2 separate regions of the Mus musculus genome follow, and region 2 is linked to region 1. Evidence: chromatin contacts called from public promoter capture Hi-C data. All regions are on one chromosome and are shown on one strand. Each heading gives the region's core, a stretch centred on a gene start, on an enhancer-like site or on the middle of the called end of the contact. The rest is flanking DNA. Distances are from core to core; before and after follow the strand shown.

Region 1 (5,472 bases), core at 2,020-4,519:
AAGGCAGAAAACAGAGTGATAGAGATGTCACTAAGCCCTACAGAGGGGTCATGCAGCTGCCTGCAGACCTTTTCCAGATCTGTGGTGACGTTGTGCAACTCAACTGCATCATTGTGGAAAATGGAAAATATTGTTTGCTGACTGATGCCAAGCTTTAAGTCTTTGATAATCATGCGAATCAGCCATTTTTGCTCCAGTGCTGAACTCTGGGTTATTAACTGAAGAAGGCTCTTTTTCACTAGGTCTTTTTTTTTGCCAGAGTTATTGCTGGCAACTAAGTCTAAGAGTTCATTTACCTGCTGTATGGTTAAGCTTCCTTTCTGTAAGCACCTTGGCTTCAAAACAAAGTATGCAATCATGGCAAAGTCCCCAGCATCCGTGCGAGCTCCACTGGGGGTTCGGTAATTGAGGAGCTTCTGGGCATCCTTGCCTTCTCGTGGTAAGTTCAGCAATTCGATGTAGAGCTTAGCGAGCATGGTTTCTTTGATTCCATAAGCCATCCTCTCTCTTTCTAACTGGGGGAGAATGAGTCTCATTGCAGGGTAAAAAGAGTCTGTAACGTCCTTTCTGTTCTTATGAAGGGCATCATGAAATTTTCTCCACGAATCCAAAAACTCCTTGAAGTGCCTGATTTTTTCTGCACGGTCTTTACCTTTCTGTATCCGTTCTAGTGTGGAACATAAGTCTGCAAAGGGGACATGAGCTGCAACAGTTTGTGAAGTTTGTGAGGAAGCCATAGAAGCGACAACAAATCCTCCGGTTTGAACTGATAAAGCAAAAGGAAAAGTAACTTTAAGTGGCAGTGGCAATTTATAAACATTTAAAACAAAGTGCTTATAGAGGTGACTTAGATCATAATAACTCTTAAGTTTACTTAATAACAGGTCAATGCAATAAGTGGATACACAGGTAGCTGCTTTCCTTCTGGTCCTGACCAACACTTCCTCTCAAGTCTCAGCTTCATTTCCTATGCCTATCAACTTATCTTAAATGTTAACATTCAATGGTATTCTAGCTACTGACTATTTAGCACCGAATACAAAAGTATTATTTTTAGTAATGGAAGTCAAATCAGTTGTGGCAAATTTTATTTCTAAGGTTTAAAAGTAAAGTCTGTTTATGTTTCTTGTTTCTTGGGTAATTATACAGCACCTAAGACAAACTAATTGCCATCAACGATTCTAAGAAATCACTTGCTCACTGAACTGGAGTCCTATTTCTTGGGCATTCTGAAATCTGAACCACAGTTGACAAAGACAAACAACAGCTATCCTTCTCTTCCAGCCAAAAGGCTTATGTCTCCATTTACCTCATCCCTTCATTGACAGCTGGGGCAAACCCCTCTGCCATTCAAACCTCAACTGGAAATCAGACCCCAAAACAGCATCATTTTTACCTATTTTTACCATATATATACAAATATTAATTAATTAATTTATTTTTGGTTTTTCAAGACAGGGTTTCTCTGTGTAGCCCTGGCTGTCCTGGAACTCACTCTGTAGACCAGGCTGGCCTCGAACTCAGAAATCTGCCTGCCTCTGCCTCCCAAGTGCTGGGATTAAAGGCACGTGCCACCACTGCCCTAATTTATAATTTTTGTTCATATTTTTCTGCCTGCTATTTCCCAAATATTCAGTGACTACACATGAGCCAGGCAGTATGATAGGGTTGCTTCTGCTTTATGACGACAGCATATACACTGTAAAGAACAAAAGGCACAAAGAGATCAAACTATGCTAACACAGTGCTTTACCAAATATCAAAATCCCAACCCTAGTAATCACTGCCTTTTCGCCAAAGGTTTTGGAAATCAAGGAAATGAATGAACAGGATTTAGAATGTTCCCTAACATATATTAACACAAGTGTGAAGTTTTGCAAAGTTTTAAATATCCCTACATGTTCTACAGGAATGCATGTCAGTTACTTTAATGCAACTTAAACTATATAATAGTCAAACAAGTATTCTAAAAATAATTTCAAGTAAAATGCATGTTCCAGGAAAAACAACTAATGCTTTATTATGTGACTTCAGACAACAGTATCTGGCCAGGCAGTGGAGATTATGAAATTCCTCATACTCTACTTCCCTACTCCACAAAGAAAAGTCTCACATCAAGTGGCAATTTGTGCTCCCAGTGATGAATATCATATAGCTCAAATTTGTTTGTGGAACTAATTATTAAATGCTTTATGGAAAAAGGAGGAGGGGATCAGGGCTGGGCTGGTTAAATAGACATCAAACATAGTTCAGCCTGCTCTGGAAACTATTCACAGCATTAGTAGCTTATAGAGGACAAAACAAACATCACTTCTAAGTCGTATTTTTCACAGAGGAAACACAACTAAATCAGCAGGTCAGATCAAGATAAGCCACCTGGGACTGTATCTTCTGACATCTGTAACTACAATTTTGGTTAACTGCTTCCCTTGTTGAAGCTGGTTTGCATAACTGACTGCACCAGCCACCTGGGTCCTTCAAGTGGGTACATGGTGGTGCATAATACTACAGTTATAATTTCTGTACAACGCATGTAAGATGACGTGTATTAAATACTTTCTGAATGTCCCAATACAAGTGCACTTCTATAGGTATATCTGGAGAATACATATAGTCTCGAACTTTTTCTCAACGAGCTGGAGCAAACGATTCAAGTTGCGTTTATAATAATAGTGTATTGTAGGCAATGGTGTGAATACACGAGCATCTTAAAACAACTATCAACACAGAAAACCAAGAATTCAAATTGCTATCAAACACACACATTTTGTTCAACACCAACTACAGGAGTTAACTATTTGAATTTCTGCTGTTTTATCACTCGGAGGTTTGATATTATGCTTTCCATCCCCAATAAAACAATTAAGTTCGTTGGCAGGCTTCAGGTGCTGAAGTTCAAATGCACTCAAACATTTTAACTCGTGGTAAAGTCGATGACCACAGGCTTTGGAAGGTGCCTCCATACCTGTTGCATTAGTGCTTTGCTTACCTAAGCAGCCCGTGAACCCCAACCCTGCCGAATGAAGGAGCTGGGGGAGCGCGCAGGTCCCAGGTAGCTAGGTGGCAGGGGGCAGGGCAGCGTGCGGATACAACTAAGCATCAGGACACGATTTCTTCACCCGGTGGCTGCCACCTGAAATCAGTCCCCAGCGAGCCGGCTGCACCGTGGAAGGCGGGTGGTGACGCTGGGACAAAGCACGGGAAGGACGCAGCCTCCCTAGGACCAAGAACCTCCCTGCCTCCTCCAACCCGCCACACCACTTGCTTAGCAGAGGTTGCCCCGCCCCACTCCGACCGGAAGCTGCCGCCACAAGAAGCCGGCCGGGCGTTTCCGCCAGCTGCTTGCCGCGCAGGCGCAGTGGGAACAGGCGAGCCTGCCGGCTTTTAAAGGCACAGGCGAGGCAGGGGCGGGCCGGCGCGGCGGCTCAGAGCGCCTGCGCAGCGCGCCTCCACTGTCTCTGCCTGTAGCAAAGGATGTTCGGTCCCTCGCCGCTGGATGTCATCGTTGAGCCGAATTTGAGGAACTTGGAGCCTGGGTTGCTGCCCTGACAGGACTGGCTTCTGAAGACTTCCAGGACAGAAGAGAATCCTCCCACCTAAAAAGTCTAGGGCTCCAGAAAAAGACTTTTGCAAAATTAATTCAGGTTCTGTGTTCTTGGTAGCCTTTTCACTGTGCAGAAATAATACATAATAATAAAAATAATTATGTATTACATAGTAATAAATAATTCATGGCGCAGAAACATACTTACATGGACTAAAGGCTTTTCAATGGTGCTCGGTGATTTGGAATAAAGCTAGCTGATAGTGTTATTGAACACCTTACTGTCACTCAATAACTATACTAGATACTCAAAATAGAAGTATAAACGTACGCTCCACGTCTCAGAAACTCTTACTTTCCACTGGCATTGGTGGCTATGACCTGCCCTACTCCACCAATAAGAGTTCAGAAATTATAGGCAAAGTGTGGGGAACACTTTCTTTGAAGGTGAAACTTTGCAGTCCTGGTGAGACACTAGAGTGTCAATTGCTTTCAGGGGTTGTCTAATGTGTTTACGCTGCATTTCACAAGGCCGACAGTCCAGGGCTAGTTTAAAGTGGGGCCAGATCCTACGGCTCCGTGTGGCCAGTTATTTTCTCTGTAGTTTCCCTTAGTCTCACGATAGTTTCCCTGTGGTGTTGCAAAGCCACACGTTACTGTACAGGAGCATCAGCGGTGCTCGTACAGCTTGTACAACTCTTACACATCCGTGTCTTATTCAACTGCTCCTGCGCTCCGACGTCAGGCACAGGTCGGGCTCTGCTTTACTGATACGAAAGAACCACAAATTATGAGCCGAGAAAAGCTATTAGTTAATTCAAAGCTCTTGCTCTAATGTGCTTTTTAGCTGCATGGTTAATGGAGAACCAAATTTGTTTTATCCTCAGAGTGGGGGGAAAAAAAAGTAAAAAGGAAGGGCATAACTACCTGAAAGTTAGGCATGGTGGAAGAGAAAGTTTAGTGCAGATAAGTGAAAGAGCATAGCCAAGAGCAGGCACATTTGGGAGAGGAGGGGAGAAGAGGAGAGAAGAGAAACTCCTTGTTCTCCGAAATGTGTTCAGGCAGCAGTTGACTGGAAACGCCGAGATGTATCTTGCCCCTACGGGCTACCGTAGCATGAAGGCGGAGCCCAGTGTCCTGCGCATGCGCATAGGGGTGCACAGGTTGGCTTCGCGCTCCCGGGAGGAAGCTGGAGAACAGGTTATGTGGGGGCCGGCGGGGTTATTTGCCAGGGACACCGCGCGCGAGCCGGAAGTGGAGGCTGCGCCAGCTGGGCCCGCCGCGCCGCAGGAGCTCCGGGCTAGACAGTGGCGACGGCGGCCCCTCGGCGGGAGGAAGACGATGAGGAGCGGCGGGGGCGGCGCGGGGCCTCGCTGCAGCGCGGAGCCGGGTTCCGAGCCCGCGGCCGACTGCGCAGCCCGCCCGCGAGCCTGAGTAAGTGCGGCGGGGACGCGGGCGGCCTCCCCGACCTCCTCACCCCGCAGCTCGGATTCGGGAGCCCGTATCTACTCCCAGAACAGTCGGCCAGCAAACCCCGGGCTTGGGTCGGAGGGACTGGGCGCGTTTGTCTGTAACAGGTGCAGACCTGCTAACCTCGCAGCTGCGGGCGACGGGGCCATAAAATCCAGAGAGTTGTCGCACACTTGAAGTCACTGGGCCTCTTTTTTTTTTTAGCCATTGGTGTGAAGCGAGAATGCATCAGGGAGTGTGCTTGGCTGAGCTGGCAACCTAAAGTAAACCTTTAGTTGTGCACTTGTCTACCAGGCAGCAGGAACCAAGTGACACACTGGCTTTAAGTTTGAACGTTGGGTTTTGTTTTGTTTTTTGTCGATCTGCTCTGTCTTTTGGCATGAATTAGTCCTTATGTGTGTGTGTGCTTAGACATGTTCTTCTCTAAAGCACTGTTTTATCTCACTGAGAATTAATGA
Region 2 (5,472 bases), core at 1,559-4,058, 2.7 Mb after region 1:
CGAGAGGGAGCCCTGGGTACTAAGCAACACCTGAAGGAGCCTAAAAAGCATGGAGCTTGGTCAATACTGTGAACTGAACTTCCCAAGAAAGCCATGCCCATGTTAGAGATTCTTCCAGACTGACTGACTATTAGAAGGCCTGTGATTATAGACAGCTGGACAGAATGTTGCAGGTCTCGAGCTAATAAGTTGTCTTGGCCACCTATCCTAAGCCCTCTTAAAGGCCCCATTCACTGCCTGCCTCTGTGTGTTGGCATGTAGAGAACCCAGCCTCCACCAACCCTAACATGAGACTGTCATCAAATAGTACCTGAGACCAGTAACAGAGATTCCCATTTTGCTTTAACCCACGTACCTGATGTTCATGCCAATGTATTTGAAAAGTACCTTGACTTATGACTTTATGCCATTCTGTTACTAAGCTTCATATAACTGTTAATCACGTTGAAACAAGGCATTAGGGGTAACCTGAAACTGTGTTACTAGACCATAGTCACTTATGCTTAGTTCCAAAATAAATCACCTCTTAACTTCCTTTGAGGCAACAACTGTGTTTCTGCATCAACAATATCAATGTATTATTACGGACTGTGACACTGCACCTCAGTAAGCCAGACACTAAGACCAGAAGAGATGGTGTTGGGCAAAAGAGAACCATGTGTGTACAATTTTCTTGTAAATCTAAACCATTCTGAACTTTAGGTGCTTTTAAAATATGTACTGACACCAGGCCCTCTCCTACACAAACCCTGGTTCTTACTGGTCCGGAACAACAGCCCATGCTATCAACACTCTTAAAGGTTCCACTTCAACACTTTCAGTCTACAAGACAAGAATAAGACAAGTATAGTTAAGGGAAGATGGTTCCTTTGGTAGGCTCAAAAATAGTCTCAACTTGTACCATTTAACAAAAAACTAACTCATATCACACATAACAATAGAACAGAACCTCTCTAGGGCAAAAAGATGAAAGAAATTTTATGACTTTGGATTTGATAACAGTTCTTCACATGACAGCCAAATCATGATAATGTTAAGTGTTTTTTGTTTTGTTTTGTTTTGTTTTGTTTCCTCTTTCTTCCAGGGGAGCATTTGGGGAGTAAGGCAGCACTGCTTTCAGGAATCCATCCTTGCCTTCCACCTTGTGGAGAAAGCAGATAAAGAACACTGTACCCAGATAAATAAAGAACACTCAAAGTTATAAGGGTAAGCAACCCAGCAAGAACATATGTTACAAAGAAAACAAAATAAAATACAACCTTAGGAAGAGATCTGAATGGCCAAACAAGAAGTCATGCTCAACAGAATCAGGAAAAAGAGATGACAACAATTAGCTATGGCTACACACCTGTCAGAGCACAACAAAATATCAACAAAGTGTGTGAGGGCAGAGAACCCAGCTGACTCTGCATCCCTCAACTCCATCCACAGAGAAGACAGCATCATCTTTAATGAGCTTTACCCTGGATCTCTCTGAAAGTCCAGCGATTCACAAGACATAATCACAAATGGGGGTGGGAAAATGGGAGGATACAGGATTCTGCTTTAAAGTAGCATTTCAATCACCTGAAGGCTGTGAAACTTCTATCAAAAGGGATCTTAATGTAAAATTCAAATTTAGAAGTTCATAATGAATAACTTCAAAATCTAGCTATAACTACGAGGTTCTTTCTGGAAGGTAAAAATTTTGGACCCAATGCAATAAAAGAAAAATGATGGTATGGCGTGTTAAGCCTTAGTTATCTAATTTTGCCTATGACTGGATCACTCCCTTCAGAAAAGTAAACTATCCTCTGCACTCACACTCTCCCCAGATACTGGAACTCTAAGCTCCTCCTATCCGCCTTCTCCCTAGCCCTTTATCACCCACAAACACTGTGTATTCACCAACGTGCTAGTCACATTCCCTCCATTAGACAGGAGCATCTCTCATGGCATAATAGGGTCGAGGAAGCCTCAAAGATTTCTTACATGAACAAACTGCACAGTGAAACACTACAAGGAATAAAGCAAGAAGGGAGTTAAGTCAACGGTTTAGTAGTGACACAGTAATTCATCCTCTACGCTGACAAGTTGTTACATAGGTTGTTACAAATTATGAAAGATCAAAAGGCTCTCTCAGTTTTTAAAACTCGGTTCTTGTTTAAAGTCTTCCCTTGAAAACCTGCGCGATTTGTCTCAACATTCTAAGGCAACCCAGTCATGTCAATTACTAAAACCTTCCCTCAAGACGCGTCCCCACTCATCTCCAAAATGAGCTTCATGAAACCAGATCCTTGACATTTTCCCCACCCCCAACTACGGCGGCGACAGTACGGGTAAAGTGGGCAGGACTGCCTTGGGGGTCTGGCTTCTTAGAAGCATTATTCGCTAGCTGAACCGTCCAGGAATAAGCGAGCATCATCTAACCAGGACTCATCATCACCAGAGGCAAAGGTGACAGCAGAGTGAGAAGCACGCAGAAGCAGAGCTGCAGGCTGCCGTGCTGTCTGGACGAACCCAAAAACAAACTCGGCCGCTACAGCAGCTCCGGCCTGGGCCCCCAGGGCAGGGACAGTCCGCGAGCCGCACCCCTTTCCTTCCCGGGGGCCGGGGAGAACAGCACCCGGCCGGCGGGGGTCATGGCGCTCAGTCTCCACAGCCCTGAACCCCGGGACGCGTACCTTCGCTCCGGCCCAGGATCCGGCAGCACAGGTTCTGCAGCAGAACGTTGGGCGACTTCTGATCCGGAGTCGCCATTACCGCGCCCGGACTGCGCACTGCAGCCTCCCCGCGCCCCAGGATCCCGCGCCCTAACTACGGCGCCGCCATATTCGCGGAAGCGGCAAAAGCGCGCGCCTCCCATAATGCACCGCTTCCCGCGCGAGACGCGCGTGCGCTCTCCCGGCTTCTGCACTTGGCAGCTTCTCCGCGCTGGAAAAGTCGTTGCTGGGCGACGCTCGCAGCAACGCGTTCCTAGGATGCCCGTACGCGTCCGCAGCTTGCGGTCTGGGCGCTGCTTGTGAACAGCACTGGATGCGGAGTCCGAGTGCGCTTGAGCCACACAGGGACAGGGGCGCCGGACTACTACGCAGGGCTCTCGTAAGTGAGTTCTCAGAGGTCTGGAACCTCTGCCCCTTGACGTCACCAGGAGGTAGTCCTGGAAACGGGGATACTGAGATGGAGAGGCTTGAGCGCTGCCGCAAAGGAAAAATCAGACGCAGACACGAGAAATTCTGTGCTGTCTGGGACGCAGGAGGAGGAGAGTCCTCGTCACTGGGAGCCCAGCTCCGCCGCTCCTGCCCGGATGCTCGGTGGTCCGCAGAAAGCTCCCTTCTTAGTCGCTGACTCAGGACTATGATAGCAGTGGCACTCAGAGGTGGCTTAATGGAGAGCATACCTTTATTCGTCTTTTGCTCGCAGATCTCTTAGCCACCCTTCCCTGCCCGCTCTGTGATGTACAGAATGCGGACACACTCACTCCCTGTACAAATGGTACCTGCTGGAGCTCAGCCAGTTGAAGCCAACGATAGAAACTGCAAGAGGAGACTCTCGGCTTCAGCCTGGAATTTGACTACGACTCTAACAAGCCGAGACTCTCAACACTCAGCTCTCAGCCCATTCTTAGCTCCAGCCTATTTTGTACCACCCACACAGATGATGCTCCATCAGAAGGTCTAGAATAAGGCCATAGTGAATAACTATCAGTCATTCCTGGTGTTTCTTCCACCCCGGGGCCAGTAGCTAACCTTCAGGTGATCCACTTTTCTGTTTCCATCATCCATGTAGTCAGAGCTCAGTCCTCAGTCCCTGTAGCCTCTGTTTTGTTGAGTGGTCCTAGCACTGCCCTTTGGTAATAGGAGTGATCCCAGCAAGAAGTCTTAAGGTGGCTTTCTGGACTGAGCACTCACACATTTAATTGCAGATGTATTGACAGTTATTTGAGGGTGGCCAATGAGCCAGGAAAAGCCAGAGCGGTTTGCTTTTCTGTGTGGCTACTTGAAGTGAAATGTCAGCAGATAGATGAAAACACTTAGAAAGTAGCTGCTCCAGCACAGTCTTGACAACAGGAGCTGATGTCACCAAGTCAGGTGACTCGAGTTCCCCAGAACCCACAGAGCAGGAGAAAAGCAACTACCTCAGTTGGTCCACTCACCTCCACCATACAAAATGAAGTCAGTCAAGTTAGGACATTGTAAATCAACTAAGCCAGTGACCAAAAAATGCTAAAAAAAAAAAAAAAAAAAAAAAAAAAAAAAAAACAGGCTTGATGACACAATGCCTTTAATCCTAGCACTTGGAAGAGGCAAGTGGTCTCCAAGGAAAGTCTGATCTATATATTGAGTTCATAGACAGCCAGAGCTATAAAACAGAGAAACCCTGCCTCAAAAATAATCACACTCACACATACGTATGTGCATACATACATACATACATACATACATAAATGGGTTAGGAAGATGGGTTAGTGGTTAAGAGCACTAGCTGCTCTTCCAGAGGACCTGGGTTCAGGTCCCTGTACCCACATGGTGGCTCACCACCATCTTACCATCTTGTAACTCTAGGTTTTTTTGTTGTTGTTTTGTTTTTTGGGTTTTTTGAGACAGGGTTTCTCTGTATAGCCCTGGCTGTCCTGGAACTCACTCTGTAGACCAGGCTGGCCTCGAACTCAGAAATCTGCCTGCCTCTGCCTCCCGAGTGCTGGGATTAAAGGCATGTGCCACCACACCTGGCTGTAACTCTAGTTTTATCTGTTGCCTTCTAACTACCTCAGGCCCCAGGCACACACACGGTGCACTTACATACATGCAGGCAAAACACACATAAAATAAGTGATTAGATCTTTATATATGTGTTGTGAATATATAGAAAGCACTAGCAGCCCTCTTGGCTGGCTGTTTCAGCCCATCTCAAAACCCAGTCAGTTGAGTGGGTCAGTGTTTCCCAGCAGTCAGATTTGGCCCACAGTAAGCAGACTGAATAAGGGACATGTGGTTCAAAGCTATTCCAGAGAAGAAAGACTTGTTGGGAGACTACAAATGTTTCCGTCCACAGTCAGGAGGACTTTCCCAGAATACTCTGTGCTATCGGCACCCTCTTGTTGGTTGGCATGGCTGGGTTCAGCCTCACTGTGGGAGCATCTCTGGATGTTGTGAACCCTTAAATTAGTCAGCTTTCCACTGCTCTGATAAAATACATGAAAGAAATAATTTTAAAAGAGGAGAGATTTGTTTTGACTCATGGTTTCAGCCCAAGGTTGCTCAGCCCAGTTGTTCTGAGTCTGGAACGCAGTACGTGATAGGAGAGAGCTGTTCCCTTCCTGATGCTCAGAAAGCAAAGTAGGAGAGAAGGAGGGGGGCACACCAACAGTGACTGACTTCTTCTACCAGGCTCCACACCCTAACCCCACTAAGCTATTGAACCCCATTGGTGAGTATCTTATTTTCTTCATTGCTATGATGAAATGCCCTGACTGTACCAATGTATGGGGGA

What was found. Promoter capture Hi-C pulls out the DNA fragments that hold promoters and counts their contacts.
Region 2: a promoter capture Hi-C map of pre-B cells shows a contact between it and region 1, with 3 times the contacts expected there. The contact joins the promoter of Tubgcp3 here to the promoter of Lig4 in region 1. A contact is called at or near these places in 6 of 39 promoter capture datasets (the C10 cell line, erythroid cells, hematopoietic stem and progenitor cells and 3 more), 1 of 484 Hi-C or Micro-C datasets (CD4 T cells) and 2 of 9 other capture datasets (adipose tissue and liver).

Annotation. Positions count from the first base shown.
Region 1 is chr8:9,973,042-9,978,513 of GRCm38.p6, forward strand. Lig4 (ligase IV, DNA, ATP-dependent) reads right to left here and starts at 3,270. Exons shown (of 2, transcript NM_176953.4): 1 at 2,990-3,270; 2 at 1-766. The coding sequence starts at 737. It overlaps Abhd13 (abhydrolase domain containing 13), which reads left to right and starts at 4,676. Exons shown (of 2, transcript NM_001081119.1): 1 at 4,676-4,978.
Region 2 is chr8:12,669,292-12,674,763 of GRCm38.p6, forward strand. It overlaps Tubgcp3 (tubulin, gamma complex associated protein 3), which reads right to left and starts at 2,809. Exons shown (of 22, transcript NM_198031.1): 1 at 2,664-2,809. The coding sequence starts at 2,739. 4931415C17Rik (RIKEN cDNA 4931415C17 gene) reads left to right here and starts at 3,136. Exons shown (of 2, transcript NR_166502.1): 1 at 3,136-3,734.